Regions from separate parts of the Mus musculus genome. Here all the other regions are linked to region 5. Evidence: chromatin contacts called from public promoter capture Hi-C data. All regions are on one chromosome and are shown on one strand. Each heading gives the region's core, a stretch centred on a gene start, on an enhancer-like site or on the middle of the called end of the contact. The rest is flanking DNA. Distances are from core to core; before and after follow the strand shown.

Region 1 (2,915 bases), core at 144-2,643, 1.6 Mb before region 5:
ACCTTATGAAGTGATTCCTTTATTGAAATACAGGAATCCACTCCCACCCCCAACTCAAGACAGTTCTCATTTCTACTTGAATGTGCATCTAATGAAAAATGCAAAGCTCAGAAAACTAAGAAGTCAAAGCCAAGGGCATGTCTCTACTAGTCTCCACTAGATGGTGACAGCCTGGGTGTAGAATTCCCAGAGCACAAAAGTGTGTGTGTGTGTGTGTGTGTGTGTGTGTGTGTGTGTGTATGTGTGATTTTATTATTATTATTATTAACCAAAGGGATTCTAACACCAAAAACCGATTGACCAGTGAAAAGTGGAAAGTCACTGCGGATCTTGCAGATCTAGAAAGGACTAAATACCCATGGCTTAACTGAAAAGGATAATGTCCCCGCACCTCTCTTCGAACCCCAACCAACAAGAGCAACAAAGGGCAGCACACTACCTTGTCACCAAAGAAGTGTGTGGCAACAACATTGGGCCTCTGCTGAACTAATGTAAAGTTCCCAATGAACTTAATGCCTCTTTGGGATCCCCGGCCTTGCTGCCCTCCCAATTCCGTTACAGGTAAGTTTTTCCACCATGGTGGCTGTCCCGGGAGGGACCATCAGTCTCACAAGTAAGAAAGTCTATATGTAGTTACAGTAAAACCGAAACAAAACAGGAAATGGGTTCGGCAAGTTTCAGCCCACATAATAAGAAAAGTTTTTGCGACTGAAGAGGCGACCAGGCGCTGGGGCTCCAGAACGCTCCCGCGCACAGGCGAGCGGCTGCAAGGTTTCCTCAGGAAACCCACCTCGGCCAAGCCGGTCCCGCCGTGCGGAACCGCGGCTTCGCTGGACTGGAGGGCCTCCGCCTTGCAGCGCGCTCCACCGAGCCCGATCTGCTCTCCGCTCTCGGGCACCGGCACAACCACGCCGCCGCCCTCGGAGCGGCCCGACCCGGCTACTCCCGCGCGGCTCGCAGTGCTGACACCGGCCGGCGCGGTAGCAGGCGGCCGCGCAGAAGGCCCGCGTCCCTGAGGAAGTGCTTGCCCGCCAGTGCCCTGACAACCGGCCCCGCGCGCCGCTGACACAAAGCCGGCCCCTCCAGCCCGGGCGGCGGTGACAACTCACCCGGGAGCGGCGCCGAGACCTCCGGGAAAGGGGGCGCTAGCAGCTCCCGCGTCGCCGAACCCGCTCCGCCGCTGAGCGCGCCCGCCTGCCTGCACTCCCTGTCGGGTCCCCCGCGACGCCTCGCGTGCCCTGGTCTGGCTCACGCGGCCGGGCGCTGACGAAGGAGGAGGACGAGGACGAGGACGCGAGCGGTGGCCGGCTCCTGAGGATGGAACGCGGCGGCGGTGGCGACGGCTGCGCCAGCGTCACTGGCCCAGCTGTACGACGCGGGCGGGGGAGGCCCCGCAGAGGGGGCAGGGCAGGGACGAGGCCTGGGCGGGGTCAGGCACGCACGCAACAAGCGCAGGCGTCGCGCCGCTGCGACCGCCCCGAGGAGTCACGCGCACGCGCCTCTGACCTTGTCTGACACGCCCCTGGCGGCGGGGGGAGGGAACCTTAAAGAGACAGTCACTCGAACTGCTCTGGCTGTAATACTCTAGTTAAGCCACCTTCCTAGAGGGCCCTCCGGTTCTTTTACTGTTATTGTTTGGTTATTATTTGGATGTTTTAATTACTGTCATTTGCAAGGAAGTATACTGTTGTTTAAGAGCCTCTTCTACACACGTCGCCCATTTAGGTCTTGAATCGCTTGCCTGACCTATCTTCAAAGCAGGTTATTATCTCCCTATTAAGCTGTACTCTAGGTTAGGGTGTGTAACTTAACTATCTCAAAAGTGTCCCGAGGGGGTTAGGTGGGGGTGGAAATGTAGATCAGGCCATTCTGATTCTATAACGCTGGGGTGGGCTTCAGGAATCTTTTTAATGGGTGTCCCTGAGTGCTATTTCTGCGCACTCAAAAACACCTGGCAGATCTTAAATGGAGGAAACTGACATTCCAGCGAGGCCTGGGGAACCTAGAGCTGCAGGCTTGGCCCCTAGCTTTTTGCTCTGCTTCTGAGCCTCCTTGAATTGCTTTCAAGCGCGTCTTAGGTGAGCAAATTGAGCACTGGTCAGCTGCATCCATTTAACAGTGACTCTCACTACAGAGGGGTGGCCATATGACAGTAGGAACTATCTCTTTGTGCCTAGGTACTTGGTACTAGGTACTTGGCCTGTCTTAGAGGTGCTCAATAAATGTTGAAGCACTCCTTGAAAATCAGTGACTCATAAATTAAGAAGGCCTGTTAGCCTTTTCTTTTTTTTTTCTTTCTTTCTTTTTATTTCTATTTATTTATTTATTTATTTATTTATTTATTTATTTCGAGACAGGGTTTCTCTGTGTAGCCTTGGTTGTCCTGGAACTCACTCTGTAGACCAGGCTGACCTCGAACTCAGAGATCCGACTGCCTCTGCCTCCCAAGTGCTGGGATTAAAGGTGTGCCCCACCATGCCCAGCCTTTTCTTTTATCTGTGCAAGTGCCCTACCTAGGATCTACTGGAGTTTTTTGTTTCTTCTTCTTCTTCTTTTTCTTCTTCTTCTTCTTCTTCTTCTTCTTCTTCTTCTTCTTCTTCGTTCTCCTCCTCCTCCTCTTCTTCTTCTTCCTCTTCCTCTTCTTTCTTCTTCTTCTTCTCAGTTCTCCTCCTCCTCCTCTTCTTCTTCCTCTTCCTCCTCTTCTTTCTTCTTCTTCTTCTTCTTCTTCTTCTTCTTCTTCTCAGTTCTCCTCCTCCTCCTCCTCTTCTTCTTCTTCCTCTTCCTCCTCTTCTTTCTTCTTCTTCTTCTTCTTCTTCTTCTTCTCAGTTCTCCTCCTCCTCCTCCTCTTCTTCTTCTTCCTCTTCCTCCTCTTCTTTCTTCTTCTTCTTCTTTTTCTTCTTCTTCTTCTTCTTCTT
Region 2 (2,719 bases), core at 158-2,657, 1.2 Mb before region 5:
ATCCCTATGTTCATGTGGACAGCCGGAGCCTAGAAATGTTAAGAGATTTTATTCCAGGTCTTATAATTGCTGGTTGCTTTGCTAGACATGGCGTGGGTTAGCCTGGCTGAGTGAACTGTTTGGCCATTTACTTTTCCTGAGTGACAGCAGTTTATTTTGGTCTGATCCCTTGAATAATGCATTCTGAACTGTTGCCAGGTTATACTTTATTGCTTAAAAAACAAAACAAAACTCTATAAAGACAGCTCTGTTAAATATTTTTTAAAAGAGAGAATATGTGGCTTTTTGAGACAGGTTCTCATGTATCCTAGGCTGGCCCTGAGCCTCCTGATCCTTCTGCCTCTACCTCCCCTAAGGGTAGGAATTACATACAAGCAAGCACCACTGTGCCTGACTTCTTAGATTGCCTTCATAGTCTCTCCTAACTTAACACTCCGATTTTCTATTATGTTGTATTTGAGTGTGTGTGTGTACATGTGCACGTGTGTGTCTGTGTGTGTGTGTGTATACATGTGTACATGTGCACACGCGCACACACAGATGTATAGGACAACTTTCAATAATGCAGTAACTAGTTTTCTCCTCCTACCATAGGTTCTGGGAATCAAGCTCAGGAATTCAGACTTTTCAAGACTTCCACAAACTGAGCCAATTTATGATTTTTTTTTTTTTTTTTTAGAAACTTTAAAATCCTATATTGTCGGGTGGAAGGGATCACTTGTAGGAATTATAAAATGTCTATTTTTTTCCTTTGTAGGAAATGATGAGCAAGTTATCCTCCATGATGTTGAAAGGTAAATAGATTGTTGGTGTGTGACGATGACTGACCATTTTTTACATGAACAGTGGCAAATATCTTTTTAGACATAGATTTTAGGTTCTGAGGGAACTAATATGGAACCAATATTAGTTTTCTGAAGCAAACAAACCAATTACTATAATAGTTTCAGTTTTATTTAAAGAAAGGGAAGATTTGCAAAGTTGACATACAATTAGAAATAATAAGAGACGCCTTTAATCCCAGTACTTGGTAGGCAGAAGCAGGCAGATTTCTGAGTTCGAGGCCAGCCTGGTCTACAGAGTGAGTTCCAGGACAGCCAGGGCTACACAGAGAAATCCTGTCTCAGAAAAACCCAAAAAAAAAAGAGGGAGAAAACAGTTTTTCCTCTTTATATTTATATGTTATACATAATTACATAATAAAAATTAATAGTTAATAATAACAAATATTTATTGAGTTTTTACTGTCATGTGCCAGACATTGTTCTAAGGGATTTTTGTGTTCCCCACTTAACCATTATGACCATTTAGTGAGGGATATTGTTGATAACCATGACAAGAGGGAACAAAGGCCCAGAGCTCTTAGGTAACTTAAGGTCAGGTAATGCTAGGACTTTGCACCGGGTCTTGTTAGCTCAGAGCTGTGCTGTTAATCCACATGCTAGTCTCCTGGGAGGCCCTCTACCTCTGCTGCTTTAAAACCTCCCCTTTGTTTTTGGAAATCTAGTACCACCCTCAAATCTCCATACAACTGATAAATGAAAACAAAAAACTCAGCTACTGGGTCATTTTTAAATACGTTTAGTGTGAAAATTAGGAAATTTATACAAGTAATACTTTTAAATATACATATATATTTATGCAGACATTTTAGATACTTAATGTTTTTCACTTGAACATTGCCCATTATATTAATTTAGCATCTTGTTGGTTTACCTGGGTTAAATTTCTCTTGTTAATAAAAGAAACTGAACTCTAGTTAGGTACAATAGGGCTGGGCCTCTGAACAATGTTTGTGTATATAAATATGTCTATGTGCTTTTCTGTTTCTCAGCAGTGAGACCCTGGATGTGTTTGCTCATGAAGATGCAGTATATGGCTTGTCAGTGAGCCCCGTGAATGACAACATTTTTGCCAGCTCTTCAGATGATGGCCGGGTTCTCATTTGGGATATCCGGGAGTCTCCCCATGGAGGTCGGTCATTTTGGACAGTTTTGGATTGTGCTGAACAGTCTGAGTACAGTCAGTGTATGAGTAGCATCCAGAGGATAGAAATGTAGGATTCTCACATGCAGCACACACACATAACACTGGAGACCCATCCTGCCCTGAGTGGTCGCAGAGGAATACGTTTACCAGTCAGCCTACCTGTCACTGTACAAAAACAAAATCTGAGTCTAGCTGTGCAACTCAGACTGGCTTTGAACTCACAGTCTTTCTCCTTCAATTACAGAAAAGGGGCACCAGGCAGGGTTTTTTGTTTGTTTGTTTGTTTTGTTTTGTTTTTTGTTTTTGTTTTTTGATACTGGAAGACACAGTTCTGCCCTAACCCTTCAGGGAGCATCATGAACTAGAGGGAAGCTGTACTGTGTTGCTTTGTCTTCATTTTTCACTGTTTCACTTTGTCTTCATTAAATCTATATGTGTATAAAACTTGCAATTTTATAAGCATTAAAGTTATAGTAACTTGGGAGGCTAGAGAGCTGGCTCAGTGGTTAAGAACACTGACTGCTCTTCCAGAGGCCCTGAGTTCAATTCCCAGCAACCACATGGTGGCTCACAACCATCTGTAATGGGATCTGATGCCCTCTTCTGGTGTGTCTGAAGACAGCTACAGTGTACTCACATACATAAAATACATAAATAAATCTTAAAAGAATGTGATAACTGTATTAGGAGTTGGTTGTGAAAGTTTTTAGGGAATTCATTTTACTTCTGT
Region 3 (2,878 bases), core at 338-2,837, 1.5 Mb before region 5:
ATGGATTCCCAGCAAGGAGAGTGAGCTGAGCCTCAGAGGGCATCCCATCTACCTCTTGCCGACCCAGGCTGAAGCCAAGGCCACCCCCCATCCACTCCTCCTGTTCAGAGGGCTCAGGTCTTTGCGTTTATGCTCCCCTGAGAAGAAGAAAAGGTCAATTTGGCCAATTTACCCTCACTCTTAATGAACACTCTTGAGTCCCTTCCCTCCCTTTGCCCACAGGAAAGTAAGCTAACAATGAGAGCATCCTCCTACTGCTGTTTGAGAAAGGTGAGGGTAGAGGTGGTGGGGTACTGGGAGCTCCGGCTAAGACAGACCCGAGGAGGAGAGTTTGAAAGAAGTCAGCCAGCCGCAGCCAGTTCCATCCTGCCCAGTGGTTATTTATGCAGCATGGAGCCCTTCCAGGCCTCTTCCCCTCAGCTGCCCACTAGGGCATTGATTTCTCTAATGGCAAGCTTCTGCAGTGGAGGGCATTGGCTGCTCTGTCCCAAGCCTTCCTGTGGTCACTAATTATCTGAGGTCCAGAGACTGCACTTCACAAATGGGAAAGTGGAGCCCAGAGGCCCTACTGGGCAGCAAGAGGAGGCTGGCTGTGCATCACTCCTCTGTACCCAGACTTTCTGACTGGCTGTTACTGACTCAAGGGGAAATGGAGGATGGGGAGGTGATCCTCCCAGAGGAGGGGCCGTGAACAAAGACCTAGAGCTGGCAGGTAGGAGGTTTTCTGAGACCCAGAGGAGAGAGAGTCTGCACAGGAAGCTCTTGAGACAGAGGTGACAGCCTCTTTCAGAGGACACAGAACTAACTTGGTCCTGCAGTTACTGTTTTGACTTAGACTGACTGGTTTGGTTTGGGCCGCTGTGGGAACTGCTGTTGGAAACTTGGGGCCCCAACTCCAAGTGCCCTGGGCTATCAGCCTCAAATTAACTGTTTATGCAGGAGCCAGGCTCACCCGCCCCCAACCCCATACAGGGAGCCAGGACACTCAGCCTGGCACCTACCACATACCGGATGCAATCGGGTGAAGATGCCTGGCAGGGTAGTCTTAAATTAAATGAGGACTCAGAAGAGTACCTGGGATAGTCAGACCCAATGGAGAGAGATGGCTGCCTACAGTAGTGCTCAGGATATTCTGCTGGGAGTCAACAATAACCCCTCCCGTCCCCTCCCCTCCCCTACCTCTGCACTCACCACACACACACACACACACACACACACACACACACACACACACACAAGTGGCAGAGACAGAATGTTCTTGGCCCTCAGTGGCTGCCATCAGACAGTTCAGCCCTGTGAGTCTCTCATATAATCTTCACTCTGCACAGAGCCTTCACTTAAAACATCAGAGGAAAACTCAACTTGGGAGGCACTCAAGGGGGTCTGTAATCCATTAAGTCCCCAAGAGAAATCAGGCAGAAGTAATAAAAGTGTATGAAACCAGCTCTGTAAAACATGAAATCCCATCCACACCTCCATTTGTCCTGAGGTCTTACAGGAATATTAAATTATTCATCAAAATTGATCAGAACTAACCACTACCACACACACGTGATCTGCAGCCCTGAAAACATCAGAGGCCTTCAGACTCAAGGTGTGGGAGGGAGAGGGGGCTGTGCTTCCAAGAATGTTCATACCCTCCAGGGAGGGACCAGGACGAAGTCTGAGTCTTCTAGACACTGCAGGAAATCTGTGTTGACTTAATGATAAAAGCTGTGTAGAAAATGGCCTAGTGCACATGCAGTCAGCTTTGTGAGGTTCCTGCAAGCCCAGGTCTGGGAGTGCCCCTTCTCCCAACACTTGTCATGGCCATAGAAAGCCCTATTGGCATCTGGGCTTTCCTTTGGAGTTGGGGCAGAGAGCCTCGTGCTGATAATAGGGCAAGGATTGCCCAACACCCCCTCCCAACCAGTCCTTTGGACAGGACCAATATATCCTCTCTCCCACTCTAACTTCAGTGATGTCAGGGCACAGTTTCCAACACAACTCCTTAGAGAAGGTTTGTGATTCTCCTTTCTCCCGAGTACTTCAGAGTGGCAGTGGTCGGGCTTGCTCAAATACCATGTAAGGTTGAGGATGCGTGAAAGGATAGAGGAGAGAGACGCCCATTTCCCAGCCCACTTAAAGCCTCGGCCAAGGGATGGAATTGGCTGTGGAGGTCTCTGGAGAATCTGGTTGGGATGGGATTTCTCCTTCTGCAGACTGGCCCGACCTAACCTCAATCTCTAGCCCACATGCAGCCTCGCCACTTGGGACTCGCGACTTAGTTCATTCCACAGAGAATTCCCGGCATCTACCGGCCATTCTAGCTCTAGCGACCAATTAAAGTCGCATCTTCCAGGTGGGGGACAGCATAGAGAGAAACTGGCTGGGCAGGTCAAGGTCACAGCGGAAGGCTGAGGCAGGGCGGTGACTAGATGAGTGGGAGGGGTCCTGAAGCTCGGGGCTCCCTCCCGGGGTAGGGAGGGGTGGGGAAGGGAGGTCTCCCAGGACGCGGGGGACACAACTCACCGCCGGGACCACTTGGCCGAGGATCTCCCGAACGGCCGTTTCCACAGAACCCCGTAGAGCTGCACTTTGGTGCTGATGTCCAGCGCGTCCGCGTCCGCCTGCTCCAGGGACGGCGATGGCGACACGGAGTTGGACTTGGATGTGAACATCGTATCTCGAAGACTGTGCCCTGGCCGGGCCCACTCCCTTCGTGGGACTGGAAGGGACAGGGAGGACAGTGGGAAGCAGTGGGCACGGCGAGTGCAGGCAGCTGGGAACGCCGTCGGGGCGCGTATCCCGACGAGCGGAGCGGAGAGCGGAGGGGCGCGGGAAGCTTAGCCAGCGGCTGGGGCGAAGCTCCAGAGCGCTGTTGGCCGGGAGGGAACTC
Region 4 (2,900 bases), core at 53-2,552, 1.8 Mb before region 5:
CAGAGACCAAAGGCATGTGTCACCACCACAAAGTTACCTAACTTCTCGACAGATAATTCAACTCAGTTTCAAGTACTTACCACAAAACCAAAACCTCTTTTCAAGTCAATATCTCGGATCCGTCCGTAACCCTTGAAGAATCTTTCCACATCTTTCTCCCTCGCTGCTGGATTTAGTCTCCCAATGAACACTCGACAGCCACTCATGATGCCCGGCTAGTGTTTCCTGTTAGGCAGTAATTGAATCGAGACAATATCAACGATTGACACCATGGGGGTGGGGGATGTTCAGTCAAGCAGTCAAACACACCCCACGTTTACCAACTCTACTAACAAGGTCGCCATGTACCTTTTAAGTCGTTCACGACCACCACATTCAAATTCCAAGTTAAAACTTAACTCTCCAAAAGACCCCCTTCCCAGGTTCCACACGGCAGCCCACCACAACGCCAGTAGCCACCTTTCTAGACTGCGCAGCCGCACACGCTGTCCCCGGATCCCGGGGTTCCCCTCCCATCTGCCGCAGTTAAGGCCAGGCCGAGAAATGCGGGCGGAGCCGAGCCCGCCCTCTGCCAGGCCTGGTCCAATAGCAGCCGGCCGCGCCCGCGTCGCGGCCTCCCCGCGCGTCACAAGCCGGAATCTCGCGACGCCACCACCGAGCCTGCGCAGTGGGCGACGGGGCGCGTTCGCAGCACAAAATGGCGACGGCCGAAGTATGCGGCGGGGTGTGGGGGGGGGAGGAGCGTAGCGAGCCGAGCTGCGTGCCCCCGAGACACGGGCAAGCCCGGGGCCCAGAGCGCTGCGCCTGCGCCGGCCCACGGGGGGAAACCCTAAGCTGCCCTGGGCCAGGCCGGCTCCCCGGCGTCCGGGCCTCGATGAGAGCCATTAAGGGCGGCAGGGAGGGGCGCGCTGCTTCCCGACACAAACGCCCTCCCCACGCCCGCCCTTCCGCCTCGTGTCCCCCTCACGCAACACCCACAGGGAGACGTGCCCCAGCGCCCACCTCAAATCAACTGCGCTCTCTGAGTCGCCGTCCTCCGCAAAGAGCGAAGCCCCGGCCACTTGCGACCCGAGCGGCCATGAAGAAGCCTCGATCCGAGAAGCCTTGCCCTCAAAGCGTGCCACTCACCTACCGGACAGGGTCTTTGGCGGCTGAGACCCCGGAGAGGTCCGTAGTCTGCGACGGAGCTGTCTGCCTCCCTACACAAACACACACACAACACACATACACACGAACCCAACTCGTCTACAGTCTCTCCACAACTGACGCACTTAGCAGCTCGGACGTTGCACAAAATGGAAGGGACGTCCTGGCGTCACTTCCGGGGCGGTGCCAGAAGCTCGGGGACCGCCCACTTGGAGCTGAGGACAGACGGTTCCTGGGAGCCGGAAGTTCTAGTAGGGCGGGGCTTCCTTACCGCGACCCCTGGCGAGAGCAGTGGGTGGTGGGAGGACTAGAAACGTTCGTTCAGTTGGCAGGATACACCGGGACACTTCTTTGGATACGAAAAGATGTATTTAAACTTTTTCTTAGGTCCCTCGAAGATTACCAAGAAACCCAGGCTTTTCAAAAATCACCTGTTTCTTTTAAAAATTCATTTACATAGTCGGTCTCGCTAAGCAGTCCTGGCTAGCCTTGAGCTCAGCGATCCAGCCGGTCCGCCTTCAGTGTGATAGGATTATTGGCCCGAGCACCAGGTCCAATTCTTTCTTTCTTTCTTTCTTTCTTTCTTTCTTTCTTTCTTTCTTTCTTTCTTTCTTTCTTTCTTTCTTTCTTCCTTCCTTCCTTCCTTCCTTCCTTTCTTTCTTTCTTTCTTTCTTTCTTTCTTTCTTTCTCTCTTTAGCCTCTTCTGCAAATTGTACTTATCAATGTCCTTCAAGAGAGGGTTCTTAGCCGGGCGTGGTGGCACACGCCTTTAATCCTAGCACTTGGGAGGCAGAGGCAGGAGGATTTCTGAGTTCAAGGCCAGCCTGGTCTACAGAGTGAGTTCCAGGACAGCCTGGTCTACACAGAGAAATCCTGCCTCGGAAAAAAGAGAGAGAGAGAGGGTTCTCTGAGGCTCAAGTAAGTGAATTCTTTCAGTGTTGTGGTTTTTGTTCTGATCAGCCTAAGGAACTGAATTGTTTTCTACTAAAGGAGAGATTTCACGTGGTGAAATAATGAAATTGGTACTGTGGGTAAAAAAAAAAAAAACAAAAAACGCTCCTATATATTGAATCCCTAGGGCCAATCTTGGCTCAGCTAGCTGGGAAAGATTTCAAGTTGTTTCTAAATCCAACTGGCCATTGTCCATTCCTTTCTGTCCAGGTCTCAATCTCAATAGTTAGGTGGACGGTGGTAGCTTCAGCCTTTAATCATCTCTGTGAGTTCCAGGCCTACCTTATCTACAAAGTCCAAGACAGCCAGGAAAACCCTGAGTCAAAGAACCAAAAAAAAAAAAAAAAAAAAAAAAGAGTCGAAATCAACAGTTATTGAGAAATAGAGTTTATGCTTCCAGCATGGATGTAATACACAGCAGTCCACATCGGTAACTCTATCCAGCCTTCCCCAGTGAGGTTGGGAGGTCTAGAAACATTGACAATAAAGACTGTTGTTGTTGTGAAAAAGGCTACTTCTCTTTAATATTTTTATCTGTAACCTAAGGCATCATCTAGATTTTGAGATGTACCTAGAATAGAGTCACACAATTTCAGCTAGGGTCACAGGGATGAACTGATAGCTCAAGAAGGAGCAGAGCAACCCTGGGTCTGACCTCATTCACGTGGAATAAGCTTGTCTATTCAGTTAACTATGCAAATAAAAACAGCATCAGTGGACCCATTAAAAAACATGTAGCGGGCAGTGGTGGCGCACTCCTTTAATCCCAGCACTCGGGAGGCAGAGGCAGGCGGATTTCTGAG
Region 5 (2,773 bases), core at 202-2,701:
GGGTGTGGGCCTGCCTGTATGTATATGTATATGTGTATGTGAATGTGTATATAAATATATGTCTGTCTGTCTGTATATGTATATGTATATGTGTATATGTATATAAGTAAGTATATATCTGTCTGTCTGTCTGTCTGTCTGTATGTATGTATGTATGAAAAATGGTTGGAGCCTTGCTCTATCTGTCACATGTGTGAATGTATGTGTGTGTGTTTATAATTCTTCCCCACCACCCCCTCTCTCTTTTCTTTCTCACTGATCCCCAAAGAGTTGTCTCAAGAAGGCTGAAGGTTGAAGCAGGAAGGAGAAAGCTGCAGCTTTGACAACTCCTGAAGCAGTACTTCACAGCTGTCTGTGTCACCTCTCAGAGACTACACCAGTTTATTGTAGAAATACTGTTAAACATGTATAAAATGAATAAGAAACAGAATACGTAAAAGACTTTTTTCTTTGAGCTGTGAGCTGCTCTCTACATACTAGACACTAAGAAAGCGTTAAATGCTGATGATTACTAGATAATCCAATACTAAATCTGTAAGAATATGTCTTCTTCCCAGGTGCTATACAGTATATGGCTCCAACTTGACTGTGGAACAGGTATCTTCCAATGAATGGAAATTAATTATGCAAATGAACCAGAAACTGAATAGTGAAGGTGGGAAACCACAGACAATGACTTTTAAAACTTGTTAAACATGATAACTCATGTTTATCCCCATGAGGTACACCTCAAAGGAAAGAAAAGTTTGAACAGGGAGTTTGCCTTTTCCCAAAGAAATGTTCCTGGCCTTAGTTCAAGACGGGATTAAACTCTTTGACAAAGTGATAAAACCAACTGTGCCAATCTGAGAAATGCATTGTTTCCTTGAAGAGTAATACATGATATAGTCATCCAAGAAACTATTTTATTATCAAATAACAACCAAGGGCTTGGGAAATTATGAAGGATACTATCATAGATCGAAGTACACACAACCGTGACTCTCTAGGAGGTCTTAACTTGCTTTGCCCCATAGGGCAAAGGTCATCTCTGAGGAAGGACATCTTCCGCCACACCAACTGTCCGACTAACGGCTCCTGCCCTTTGTAATTAACCTCAGAATACTTTCCAGACGCTGTCTCCCAGACAAAATGTAATTTCCTAATAATGATTGGGGAAAATTGAACCAAACACTGGACTTGGGCTCCAGGAGATAGCAAACCCGCGAGACTTCCAAAGAGTCAATTAGTGGCCAGAGGAGTGGTAGAAGGGCTGGCTCAACGATCCCACAGGCCTAGGCCCTGGACCACTGAAGACCATTGCTCCACGGTTGTGTTATTCAACTTTTCATAGTGCTTGGAAGTATACTCTGAATGTATCACCGCCAGGCGGCCGCCAAATCCAGGACTACATTTCCCAGAGGGCTTTGCTCCCTGGCGGTTGCAGTTGAACCGGGGTGTGTCTAGGATCAGAAGCCATAAGTCCCGCTGTCCTCTTTAGAGCATCAACTTCAACTGCGCTTCGGTGGTGCTGAGATGTTCGGATTCCTGCTTCTGCTCTCTCTTCCCTTCATCCTGTACTTGGTCACGCCAAAAATCAGGTCTGTGCGAATGTTGCTTTTTCTTGCCAGGTCTTTTAGAGAAGATAAAAAATCCCTACTGAAGCCCTCTCCCTAGCCCCCGTAAAGAAAGACTAGGAAAGGACTGAGAAGCCCTTTAAGGTAGCAAAGATCTGGAGTTTACTGGACTGTAGGCGAGATCCTGGTGCCCTGGATGTGGGCACGGCCAGACGTCAGACCCCAGGTGGTCGTAAAAGCGCTCCAGGTCTCCATCATCCTGTATTGCTCTTTCTGGCCTACCTTATTTCCTCTAGCACTATTTGCTCTCTAGCTTCGGGAAGCCGCTGAGTATGGCGGGCTTTAGATTCTAACTGTTTTCTCCACTCCCAAGCTTTGAACCAGCCTTTGTCTAACTATTTGTCTCCAGCCCTTGAGGTACTACAGGAGGGTTGCACTTTTTGCTCTCTGAACCCGATGCCAATGTTATCTGGGGCATGCTTCCTTGTTGCCGTTATTCACTTGTTTAGGTGTTTGTGACAACTGAAGGGGAAGATTCATTGTCCTTCGGAGTAGGAACACGTGCTTGTTTGCCCTAATTAGATTACTAGGAGCCAGGAGAAGAACCACGTGGTCAAAGGATGGTTTCTTAATTAAGTGTCAGGTCAGCCCAAACCTGGAGGTGTGTGTAATCACCTGAGAATCAGCGGCAGGCTACCACAAGGGGCAGTCCACTGATTGGTTCTGAGTAAGTCACCAGGAGTGACGGTGGACCAGTAATAAACGCCACCTTCTTTCTGGGCGTGGCCATAGTTCCTATTGGAGCTGAGGCTGTGCCATCCTTCTGTCATTTCTTACCATGACCAACATTTTTTCTTCCAAGACCTACTTCCCACTCTTTTTGCTTTTTCTTCTCTCTCTGGTGGCTACTTTCATTTTTCCCCTCTCCTCTCTGAATACTTACAGCTCCCATAAGTAGGCACACATGGGCCTTGTACTCAGGTAAAAACTTGGGTTTCTTTTTACCACAAGATCTTCATATCCATATAGAATCTCAACAAAACATGAACCGGAGCTACATCCAGTGAAATGTGTCTTAGAAGCGAGCACTCTAAGGACTCTACTATCCCCGTTGGAGCCAGCATGGGAGAGTGGGGCCAGAGCTGCGCTTTCAAAGTTGATTTCTTGTTTTCGATGATGACAGAGGAAGGAGGAAGAGCCAATTCCTGGTCCCCAGG

Evidence for each region. Promoter capture Hi-C pulls out the DNA fragments that hold promoters and counts their contacts.
Region 1: a promoter capture Hi-C map of liver shows a contact between it and region 5, with 4 times the contacts expected there. The contact joins the promoter of Susd6 here to the promoter of Rdh11 in region 5. A contact is called at or near these places in 3 of 39 promoter capture datasets (hippocampal neurons, liver and pre-B cells) and 1 of 9 other capture datasets (adipose tissue).
Region 2: a promoter capture Hi-C map of liver shows a contact between it and region 5, with 2.5 times the contacts expected there. The contact joins the enhancer-like site here to the promoter of Rdh11 in region 5. A contact is called at or near these places in 11 of 39 promoter capture datasets (the 3T3-L1 cell line, the C10 cell line, the HPC-7 cell line and 7 more), 2 of 115 datasets of contacts at active chromatin or transcription factors (large pre-B cells and stem cell-derived neural progenitor cells) and 3 of 9 other capture datasets (adipose tissue, embryonic stem cells and liver).
Region 3: a promoter capture Hi-C map of liver shows a contact between it and region 5, with 4 times the contacts expected there. The contact joins the promoter of Plekhd1os here to the promoter of Rdh11 in region 5. A contact is called at or near these places in 3 of 39 promoter capture datasets (the 3T3-L1 cell line, hippocampal neurons and liver) and 3 of 9 other capture datasets (liver, macrophages and pancreatic islet).
Region 4: a promoter capture Hi-C map of pre-B cells shows a contact between it and region 5, with 2.6 times the contacts expected there. The contact joins the promoter of Srsf5 here to the promoter of Rdh11 in region 5. A contact is called at or near these places in 4 of 39 promoter capture datasets (the C10 cell line, hippocampal neurons, liver and 1 more) and 2 of 9 other capture datasets (adipose tissue and liver).

Annotation. Positions count from the first base shown.
Region 1 is chr12:80,789,010-80,791,924 of GRCm38.p6, reverse strand. It overlaps Susd6 (sushi domain containing 6), which reads right to left and starts at 1,393. Exons shown (of 6, transcript NM_178682.4): 1 at 1,110-1,393.
Region 2 is chr12:80,398,024-80,400,742 of GRCm38.p6, reverse strand. It overlaps Dcaf5 (DDB1 and CUL4 associated factor 5), which reads left to right. Exons shown (of 9, transcript NM_177267.5): 3 at 758-794; 4 at 1,835-1,974. Among named protein-coding and RNA genes, the nearest start is that of Mir1843a, 7.7 kb to the right of the region's middle. Within about 2 kb of position 1,407, at least 4 of the 459 cell types and tissues checked have an H3K27ac peak or open chromatin away from gene starts, as enhancers often do. A contact at or near this core is called in liver, where this site is marked.
Region 3 is chr12:80,692,661-80,695,538 of GRCm38.p6, reverse strand. It overlaps Plekhd1os (pleckstrin homology domain containing, family D (with coiled-coil domains) member 1, opposite strand), which reads left to right and starts at 1,587. Exons shown (of 3, transcript NR_037995.1): 1 at 1,587-1,594. It overlaps Plekhd1 (pleckstrin homology domain containing, family D (with coiled-coil domains) member 1), which reads right to left. Exons shown (of 13, transcript NM_001177503.1): 1 at 2,512-2,878. The coding sequence starts at 2,660.
Region 4 is chr12:80,943,901-80,946,800 of GRCm38.p6, reverse strand. Srsf5 (serine and arginine-rich splicing factor 5) reads right to left here and starts at 1,302. Exons shown (of 8, transcript NM_001079694.2): 1 at 1,129-1,302; 2 at 81-225. The coding sequence starts at 206. Gm20337 (predicted gene, 20337) reads left to right here and starts at 1,402. Exons shown (of 3, transcript NR_045057.1): 1 at 1,402-2,064.
Region 5 is chr12:79,190,533-79,193,305 of GRCm38.p6, reverse strand. Rdh11 (retinol dehydrogenase 11) reads left to right here and starts at 1,451. Exons shown (of 7, transcript NM_021557.6): 1 at 1,451-1,580. The coding sequence starts at 1,516.